Linked DNA regions of Mus musculus: region 1 is linked to region 2. Evidence: chromatin contacts called from public HiChIP or PLAC-seq data. All regions are on one chromosome and are shown on one strand. The core of a region is the stretch at or near the end of the contact, and the rest is flanking DNA. Distances in the headings are between cores, read along the strand shown.

Region 1 (4,986 bases), core at 336-2,835, 670 kb before region 2:
GTAGGCGAGGCCGTGGGGTGCAATTTCTTTATTGTTTGTTTGTTTGAGACAGGATTTCTCTGTGTATCTCTGGCTGTCCTGGAACTCACTTTGTAGACCAGGCTGGCCTTGAATTTAGAAATCCACCTGCTTCTGCCTCCCAAGTGCTGGGATTAAAGGCATGTGCCACCACCACCCGGTGGGGTGCAACTTCTTGATTAGTGATTGATATGGGATGGTTCAGCCCACTCCGGATAGGGCCGACCCTGCTCGGGTGGTCTTGTGCTATACAGGAAAGCAGGCCGAGTGAGGCATGGAGCTAAGTCAGTAAGCAGCACCCTCCATGGCCTCTGCTTCAGTCCCTGCCTCCAGGTTCCTGCCTTGGGTTCCTGCTCTGACTTCCCCTGGTGATGGACTGTGACCTTCTCGGGTGGTTTTGGTCATGGTGTTTATCACAGCAATAGAAACCAGACTGGGGTTGCCGAGGAACCCACTTTGACAACCTCTGTCCGTACAGAGCAGATACTTCCAGAACATGCTAACCTCTCCGCATTCCAGTATTCTCCACCCTCTTCAGCCACTTGCTAACAGGCACTTATCTTTCCGGGGTGAGGTTTGGTTTGTTGCTTTTTTTTTTGCATTCATTCTGTGTGTGTCTGTCTGTGTGTGTCCCCATGTGTGCATGCATGCATGCATGTGTGTTTAAGAAGGGCACATGTGGAGGTCAGCGGACAACTTGTGGGAGTTGGTTTTTTTTTCCTTCCGTGTGTTTCAGGGATTGAACCTGAAGTCAGTCAGGTTTGGCAGCACTTTTAGCTACTTGTTTACCTACTTGTTTGCCTTTTGAGACAGTCCCTTGGCCGAGTTTAGGCTGGCCTGGAACTCACTGTGTGGCCCAGACTGGCTTTGAAGCCTCAGTCCTCTTGCGTCAGCTCCCAGGTTTTAAGCTTACAGGTGTGTACCTCCACGCCTGTCTCAGCCCTCACTCTTTAATTCTGATTTCCTGTCTCTTAAATCTAGGATGTACATAAATATGATACATCCAAGAGCTTGTGGAAGAGATGGCCTGGAAACTAGAGAGTGCAGTGGCCATAATTTCTCACTCCGTCACCTGCTGTACACTCACTTTTCACTTTAATGATTTGGGGAGAGAGGCACTACTGGGGACAGAACCCAGGGCTGCGTGCAGCTGGGCAAGGCTCTGGACTGTGCCAGCCCTGGAATTTTTAAAATGAATGTTTTTGTTCACAGCAGCAGGGGAGCTGGCTCTATTGCAGGGTTACTCGTGACAGCAGAGGATCTTCTCTTCACTGAAGGACTCCCACAGGACAGCGCTGCATGTGGCTGGGATCACAGCCCCATGGAGTATTCAAGTGCCGTGCACCATCCTCAGGCAGGAGGTCAGACACTGACGTGATGTGCAACAGTGAGGTGGTTGCGGGCTTGTTTCCATGGTAACAACAGCTTCCACCACATTGAAAAGAATGGAGAAAGGCACCTGACAAAGAGGGCGTGTCGGGAGTGAAGGGCAGCAGGGCAGCCCCAAGTGGGCCTGGAAAGTAGGTGTGACCGGCTTCATCCGGGCATAGGCGGCGTGACGGTACACTGCTGGAATGAAGGCTGGTGTTGACTCAGCACAGCCTTCCCACCCCAGTGGACTTTCACTGCCCAAGCTTGTAGCTGGCTTGGCTTCTGACTCACTGTTAAAAAGCTTCCTCCTCACTCTGCAGCTGCGCGCTGAGCATAATTCAAAGGCATCGTTTGCTGACCCGCCGGGAGTGCCTCGGGTCCACAGGTCCCCGTCAGTCTCACTTAGGGACACCACTGGGACTTGTTGGAAGAGTCGAGTCCGTTTTTCTCCAGGTCCTGGTTCATGACGGGGGTCTGCAACTGCCTGCCTGTGACGTAGACCGCTGTCACTTCACAAATACCTAGTTACCTGTACAAGTGAGTGTGGCTCTGTAATTTGAGCACATATTTCAGAACCCTTAGCGTGAGTGTTAACCTTTGTGCTCTCACTAGGAGCCACGGTGTGTCAGGCAGCCACGCGTTCTCCTGACGGGTGAGGAGAAGCACAGAGCCTTCCTTCAGGTGGAGTTGACTTGTGTCTTGTGTGTTCCATGTCCCAGCTACGTCAGTTGCCTTCAGGGTCCCTGTTTCTCTGTGATTACCCTCTATTTACACTAGATCCTGAAGACCACTTCATTTGCACACATGATGCTGCTGACATAGAGCTACAGAGACCGAAGAGTTGAGAGACTTGCAAAAAGACTTAGGCCTAAGCTGGGTGTGGTGACGCATGCCTTTAGTACCAGCACTCTAGAGGCAGAGGCAGTTGGATCTCTTAAGTTGGAGGCCAGCCTGGTCTACAGAGCAAGTTCCAAGACAGCCAGGGCTACACAGAGAAACCTCACCTCGGGGGGAAAAAGGAAGGCTTGAGTCCAGAGGCTGAGGCCGGGTTGATAGCTGATGGCCGGCATTGTGAGCTGCTGCGTGGGAAAGGGAAGCCTAAACGCCTGCCATCTGCCGGCAGCTGCCTTGGCCACGGCCCTCCTTCCTCAGACTCTTTCCCTGCTAGCCCCTCTGGTCAACGTTCTAGTCTTACTTCTCCTCTTGGGAAAGGAGCGGGGGGTATAAGGCATTAGTTTCTCATTTCATGATTCTCAGTCAGAGAGCTCTTTGCCACTAGTTCTTCCTGGCAGAGTTTTCCTTTAAAGGAACACAGGGCTTCAGTTTTTCTTACAATTTGGATCTCTCTCAATAGTTTCTCTCTGTGTTTGTGTGTGTGTGTGAGTGGTGGTGGCATGTTCTTGAGGGGGTGTGGATACCCGTGTGTGAACACTCGTAGGCTGGAGGAGGACACCAGGTGTCTTCATGCTCTTTGCCTCTGCCTTTCTGCCCTGAGACAGGGTCCCTCATTTAACTGGAAGCTTGCCGACTCTTCGGCTTGGTTGGCAGTCTGGTGGTTGAGCTCCTGGAATCCGCTTGTCTCTGTTGCCTCAGCTGGGGCCCAGCAAGCAGTCCTGTCTTACTGCTGAGCCATCTTCTTAGCCATAGTAGTTATCTTGATTGATGATCCATTGCCTTTGGGTGACAGGAGAAGGTGGAGCTCTTGCATGGAGCACTTGTGTGGAGCACTTGCATGGAGCACTTGAATGCGTCTGACCTCCAGCTGTGCAGAGCAAGAAGTACAGTGGGGGGGGGGGGGCTGGTGAGATGGCTCAGTGGGTAAGAGCACCCGACTACTCTTCCAAAGGTTCTAAGTTCAAATCCCAGCAACCACATGGTGGCTCACAACCACCCATAATGAGATCTGATGCCCTCTGGTGCGCCTGAAGATAGCTACAGTGTACTTACATATAATAAATAAATAAATAAATAAATAAATAAATAAATCTTTAAAAAAAAAAAAGAAGTACAGTGGGGTCTGGAGGAATGGGAATGGTGGTGTGAGCCTTCCTTATGGAGAAGGTAAATCTCTTTTTGATGGCTTGTCATGGTGACTGGAGAAGTTAAATCTCTTTGATGTCATGGTGACAGTCAGTCCTCACAGGTTTGTGGCTGTGCTGGGCAGAAAGTGGGTAACCCATAGGAGGTAGACTTAGGCTTCACGTCCTCTTTGTGAAGGGAGGACTTAGTGTTTGGTAGTGTTCCAGGACCCCCAGAGTTGAAGACTGAGAGTGCGGGAACTGGCAGAGCCGTCATTGGTGCTACTCCAGGTTAATGGTGTGAGTGCCCACCTGGTCCGTAGCACTTCCTGTGGGTGTTTGTTGACCCAGTAGCACGGAGTGTCTAGATACTGATGGAGTGTAGAAGAGTTCCATTCCGTGTGCTTTTCAATCTCTCGTTGTGTAACTCATCTCTTGTCTCTGCTTCCTGAGTGCTGGGATCATAGTGTAGCCCCATGCCTGGCTGCAGTTCTACTCTTCTTAAAACTTAGAATTGTCTCATGTGGTGTCCTGCTCCATTTATGATCTGTATCGCTGAGAGTCAGCATTAATGGCCCCAGTTACAGCTGACACGCCTTCCTCCAGCTGACTGACCATACTGGCTGCCTTTTAAGAGTGTTGTATGGAGCTGGAAAGATGGCTCGGAGGTTAGGAACCCTAGCTGCTCTTTGGAGGACAGGGTCCCTCTGTAAGGTCACTTCTGGGGACCTAACACTGTCTTCTGGACTCTCTGGGACTGACTGCACATATGTGCTACACAGACACATGCAGGCCAAACAGCCACGCATATAAATGCTTTTTTTGGAGACAGACCCTGGCTATTCTGGAACTTGCTATGTAGACCAAGCTGGCCTTGAATCAGAGATTCTCCTGCCTCTGCCTCCCGAGTGCCGGGACAAAGGTGTGTGCATCATGCCAGAATTTTTTTTTTTTAAATTGAGATGTTAATATAAATAATACTTGAAAGATCACTAATCTTTATTTTATTTTTGATATTAATTGATCAGTTGAGGAAGGTCTCACTAATGTATCCCAGGCTGAGGCCTCACTTCACCACGCCTGGTCCAGATGGTGTTTTGAGCACTCTGTTTTGTTTCCTAGCTGGCGTGTTTAAGAGTATGCGACAGTGCTGATGGTTTTAGCTCAGTGAAATACAGGACAGGGGAAAATAACTTTCTAAAAATGATGTATATATAGGTATTTGTGTTTTGCCTGCGTGTATATATGTGTACTGCTTGAATATCTGGTGTCTGCAGACGCCAGAAGAGGGTATGGCATCCCCTGGAGTTATTGATGGTTATAAGCTACTGCCTAGGTCCTGGGAATTGAACTTAGGTCTCTACAGGAACAAATGGTCTCACCTGCTGAGCTGTATTCTAGCCCCAATGTTGTTGTTGTTGTCGTCGTCGTCGTCCTCCTCCTCCTCCTCCTCCTCCTCCTCCTCCTCCTCCTCCTCTCCCTCCTCCTCCTCCTCCTCCTCCTCCTCCTCCTCCTCCTCCTCCTCCTCTCCCTCCTCCTCCTCCTCCTTTTTTGTAAACATACAAGACAGCAGTAGGAT
Region 2 (5,634 bases), core at 1,799-4,298:
GCTGTTGAGCTGGATTCCTTAGGAGACCAAATTAAGATGGCTTAAATTACATCTTAAAATTTTCATTTCCTGTAGTTAATTCTGCATGTATTAGTCTTAGAAGTAAACACAAGTTAAAACAACCTGACAGGAATTCCCCAAGTGGCTTGTTTTCCAAAGTCCCGAGAACAACCCTAAGTTTCCTAGGTCTTGTAACTCAGCAAGGCTTGTGAATGGAAATAACAGTGCCCAATCACATTCTGCTTTAAAAGATAAATACAGAGGAGATAAAAAGAAGTGTGGAATGTGTCTTTTCTTTGCGCACCCCCACACACACACACACATTTGATCCATAAAAATTACACTGGTCCAGAGACTTAATCTTGTGTGTCCTATATGTGGACATCCTCTCTTCCCCAGCACACTCAGACCTTCTTGCTAGAGTGGGAATATAAAACAGCTGGTCTGTGGGGTTCTGGGATTTTGTCCTAGCACCTCTTAGATAAAGGCATGTTTGAAGACTTGGCTGGGTAGTTTGAGGCCAGCCTGAGTTCCATGAAATCCTGTCTTGGAGGCTATAAGGAAAAATAGTGGGTATTTACTATAGGGGGCAGGTAAAGAGCACTAACCAAAGCCGGGCGGTGGTGGTGCACGCCTTTAATCCCGGCAGGCGGATTTCTGAGTTCTAGGCCAGCCAGGGCCATAAGGAGAAACCAAACCAAAAAAAAGATTGGGTTGTAGGCGGCCCTATAAGACATTAATAAGTTGATGAGCTCATTGTAGGTGGTGCCATCCAGGATTCTATAAGGAGGCTGAGCAAGCCAGTAAGCAGCACCTTCTATGGCTTCTCCCTCCATTCCTGACCCTCTTATGTCCTGTGGAGATGTCCAGCAAATAAACTCCCCTTTTCTCCCCAAGCTGCTCTGGTCATGGTATTTCATTGTGGCGATAGAAACCCTAAGACAATCCCTTAAGAACTTTTTTACAGTTTTAATTACTGTTGTGAATATATTCATTCTGTATAATCATCTTCCAACTTGACTTCCCATCTGGCAACCACCATACAACTTTCCCATTGCTTTTGAGTTCTTACATAGCCTAGGCCGGCCTTGAATTCATGCCTCCGCTTACGTGACAAGATGGAACCTAGGGCTTCATGTATGCTGAACAAGTACCAGGCTGACTCCTGCCTCTCCCTGTGCTGGAACCTAGCTCTAAAGAGGCAAGGAAGTGGGACCCTACAGGATTTGGCTTGTGTCTCTGTAATATCATTTACTTGTGTATCTGACACCAAACCCTCTTTGCTGGTCTCACTTTGCAGAAAGCAACTTTAATGATTTAGAACACTAGGACTTCCTACTTCTTTAGCCAATTGTGACCAAGCAACGGTTCTCAGGCTTTCAAATGATGACCCTTTAATAGTTCATATTGGGATGACCCCCAACCACTGCTTATTTTCTGATTTTTCTTATCTACTTAGGCAACCTAGGTTTCACAACCACTGTCTTAGCATCTTAGCACCTTTGAAGGATGTAATGTGATAAGCACTTACCAATTCCTTAGTACTGTTTACAGGAGAACAAGACTCACTTGCTACCTCCATTTCCCCCTCCCCACCACCTATCATTCACATCAGAATCCTAACTTAATGTACTGCCTTCACTTTGCTCTTCTACTACATCCAGGACTGCGGGCACACACACATCATGTACTAGACTAGCACACTATTCACAAACTTATCACTTAGATGGGCAGAATCTCCCTACAAAGTGCATCCTGGCTTTAACCCTCTGCCTCCTGAGTGCTGGGATTAAAGGCATGCACCACCACCGCCCAGCAACCCAATCTTTAAAAAAAAATTTTTTTATATGAGTACACTGTAGCTGTACTGATGGTTGTGAGCTATCATGTGGTTGCTGGGAATTGAACTCAGGATCTCTTCTCCAGCCCGAAGATTATATAAGTACACTGTAGCTGTCTTCAGACACACCAGAAGAGGGTGTCCGATCCCATTACAGTTGTGAGCCACCATGTGGTTGCTGGGACTTAAACTCAGGACCTCTGGAAGAGCAGTCAGTGCTCTTAACTGCTGAGCCATCTCTCCAGCCCCTACAAGCCAATCTTCAGGAGGCATTTTCTTGAGATTCCCTCCTCTCATTTTAGCTGGTATAAAGCTGACACAAAACTGTCCAGTCTAGGGACTCAATTCAATTTGACAGAGTCAAAAGTTAGCCTTAACTTCCCAGAGCTAAGTGTCCTCAAGCTCTTGTCCTCCCAAGTGTGGCGTTGGACTCAGGACCTTTGGAAGAGCGGTCAGTGCTCTTAACCACTGAGCCATCTCTCCAGCCCCATGTCCTACTCTTGATGTGTGTTCAGTCCTGGAGATTGAATGTAGAGCTTCATGTATGTTAGGTGGGTACTGTCACTGAGTTAAGATAATATATCCTAGGCTTATTTTTTTTCTTGTGAGACCTTCATGTAGCTCAGGCTGATTCAGAACTTGCTATTACAGTACTGGGATTACAGGCCATAAGCCAACATGCTCAATTCATGCAACTGTTTTCTATTCTTATTTTTTTTTTGGTTTTTCGAGACAGGGTTTCTCTGTGTAGCCCTGGCTGTCCTGGAACTCACTCTGTAGACCAGGTTGGCCTTGTACTCAGAAATCCGCCTGCCTCAGCCTCCCAAGTGCTGGGGTCAAAGGCGTGCGCCACCACCTGCTGGTGCAACTGTTTTCAAAACATTTTCTTATTCCTTTGGGAACAGCAGCCCTGACTGGGGGAGCAGTGACTTGGCTGGAACAATCTCTCTGCCCTTGTGTATCAGATGAACACTTTACATCTTCTGCCTCTGTTTAGATGTCACTCTTCGGAACCTTTTTGTGACAGACGCCCCTAACACCCTCCTTGCACCCTCTACTTTCCTTCCCTCCCTTTGGTGCTGGAGGTGAAGCCAGTACCTCTCACAACACACTGTCGGTGTGAGAGGTACCCCCAGCCTGCACTGAACCTCCCCTAGGAGCGTTCATTGCACACTAACTGGTCACAGCCGGCCTGCCTCCTGCCAGCTGGAAAGGAGGGTGTGGATAGAAACTGTTAACTGCTGGCTTGGAGCCCAAGGCACGTGCCTGATTCATGTTTGTGCAGTGACTAACTGGCAAGTACAATTGATACTTTACCTAGGAGGGCAATTCATTTACATTTGTACCATTTAGGAAGCTTTGTTGTGTGTCTTGTCCCATCCTGCCCTCCACCCCACCCTGCCCGAGTGTTCTGGGTGTGTTCAGACCTTTAAAGAATGATTTGCAGAGAAGTCTTCCATGGGAAGGAACATCACCTCCCTAGGAAGAACATTCCAGAAAGCTGCACTTCTGGTGAGTCACTGTATATTAATAGCACCGCCAAAATCCAAACAAAGATTAGTACGTTACTGCAGAACCAAAGACTGGCAGTATCAAAGCACTTGTTTCGGGTTTCTTTTTTTTTTTTTTTCTTTGAGGTTTGTTTTGTTTTAATTGTGAATACGTGTGCCTTGTGTGAGGGTTTGAGCATAATGAAGCACAATTGGAAGTAGGAAGACATTGGGTCCTGAAGCGGCAGTTACAGGCACCTGTAGGTTGCCTGATGCGGGTGCTAGGAAGCAAAGCCAAGTCCTGCACTAGAGTGCCCTGTGCTTTTTTTCTTTAATATTTATTTTATTTATATGAGTACACTGTCCCTGTCTTCAGACCCATCAGAAGAGGGCATCAGATCCCATTACAGATGGTTGTGAGCCACCATGTGGTTGCTGGGAATTGAATTCAGGACCCCTGGAAGAGCAGTCAGTGCTTTATAACCACTGAGCCATCTCTCCAGCCCCTGTAACATGTGCTCTTAATGCTGAGCCATCTCTCCAGCCCCAAACACTTTCTGTAGATTCCAGATTAAAAACAACCCCAGCAGGGTATGGTGGCACACTCTGGAGGTAGAAGTGGGTGGGTCTGTGAGTTCGAGGCCAGCCTGGTCTACAGAGTGAGCTCCAAGACAGCCAGGGCTACACAGAGAAACCTTGTCACGAAAAAACAAAAAAAAGAAAATAAAAAAAATATTTTTTTTTCTTTGTGTGTGTGTGCACATGCCACATGTTCCCAGGTACCCAAGGAGGCCAGAAGAGGATGCTGTACCTCTTGGGACTGGAGTTACCTACAGATGGTTGTAAGCCACCGTGTGGCTGCAGAGAATGAAGGCAGGTCCTCTGCAAGAGCCACTGAGCCAGTCTCCAGCCCTTATTTATATTTTCTGTTTTTTGTTTAGTTGTTTTGTTGGTTTCACACAGGATCTTAACTAAGTAACTGGAGATGACTGGGAACCCCTGCCCTTCCTGTTTCTACTTCCCCAGTACTGGGACCACAGGCATGTGCCATTTTGGTGGTTTGTTTTAAGACAGCATCTACTATGTAGCACAAGTTAACCTAAAACTCATGATGATACATGCTCCTGCCTCAGCCTCCCAGTTGCTGGGATTGCAGGCCTGCTACCACACCGTGCAGAATAACACACCGTGCAGAAACGCATTCTATTTATTTTTAATTTATGTTACCGTGTGTGTTTGTGTGCATGTGCACACGTGTGGTTAGAGGACAGCTTCTAGGGGACTGTTCACTTCTTCCAAAATGTGGGTCCAGGCTGTCAGACTCAGCAGCAAGTGCCTTTACCTGTTGAGCCAATTCACCAGCCTCAGGAATTGGATTTTCAATTGAAGTCTGATGGGGGTGTGTTATTAATCCCAGCACTCAGGAACCATAGTCAGGAATAGCTCTCTGAGTTCAAGACCAGCCTAGTCTACATAATGAGTTCCCCCTGCCCTACCGCCTGAATTACGGGCAGGACCCTTTCTCAAATACAAAGAAACCACCAAACAAGATCAAACCATCCAGGTCTGACAATACAATCTACTCTCTGACCTTTACCTTGAACACAAGTTTGGCATAGCTGAGAAGTTTCAATGCTTCCCCTCACTGAGAACTGGCTTCAACTGGAGACATTTTGCCTGCTAATCTTAGAAGAAATGTATATGAACGTCCTGTGTGGGCCACATGGAAAATTCAAGAAAGCCTAGCTGTCCTGGAACTAGACACGCCTGGTAATTCTAGTCGATTGCAATTAAACACGCTGAGCAATACAGAAGCATCCAGACAAAACTAAGGGACCCACAGAGTATTTGGTTTTCGCTGTTCTACATAAACCCTCCGGAGACGGAGGCAAGTGTCAGAACACTGGCCAAGAATGGAGTCACATGATGGCAATTCTGAGCGCTTGTGAGAAAGCAAGAGTCTTGTGATCTCGGCTTCTTCAAAACCATAGCGTTGGTCTTGGGCTGCGCTAGCTGCCCCTCCCAGGTGTAGAGAACGGGAGTGAGTTTACTTCAGATTATTCACTAAGATGGCCGGGGCTATTGGTGTATATGCCTCCATGGGAGACCTTTGGGCCACGTGGGGCTTGTCTGTGTGATTATATACAACTTGAATTTGTGAGAATAATGACACTCAGGCATCCACTCTGGCTCAGTAGTTAAGAACACTGGCTGCTCTTTCAGAGGACTGGGTTCAATTCCCAACACCCACTTGATGCCTCATAACTGTAACTCCAGTTCTATGGGATCCGATGTCCTTGGCTG

The links. HiChIP or PLAC-seq counts read pairs in DNA pulled down with a chosen protein or histone mark.
Region 1: a contact with region 2 is called in an HNF4G HiChIP or PLAC-seq map of pancreatic cancer cells. The contact joins two enhancer-like sites. A contact is called at or near these places in 1 of 39 promoter capture datasets (liver) and 2 of 115 datasets of contacts at active chromatin or transcription factors (pancreatic cancer cells and trophoblast stem cells).

Annotation. Positions count from the first base shown.
Region 1 is chr12:111,350,205-111,355,190 of GRCm38.p6, reverse strand. All of the region lies in intron 1 of Cdc42bpb (CDC42 binding protein kinase beta), which reads left to right. Among named protein-coding and RNA genes, the nearest start is that of Cdc42bpb, 25 kb to the left of the region's middle. Within about 2 kb of position 1,585, at least 158 of the 459 cell types and tissues checked have an H3K27ac peak or open chromatin away from gene starts, as enhancers often do. A contact at or near this core is called in pancreatic cancer cells, where this site is marked.
Region 2 is chr12:110,685,670-110,691,303 of GRCm38.p6, reverse strand. It overlaps Hsp90aa1 (heat shock protein 90, alpha (cytosolic), class A member 1), which reads left to right. Exons shown (of 11, transcript NM_010480.5): 11 at 1-268. Among named protein-coding and RNA genes, the nearest start is that of 1700001K19Rik, 5.9 kb to the right of the region's middle. Within about 2 kb of position 3,048, at least 132 of the 459 cell types and tissues checked have an H3K27ac peak or open chromatin away from gene starts, as enhancers often do. A contact at or near this core is called in pancreatic cancer cells, where this site is marked.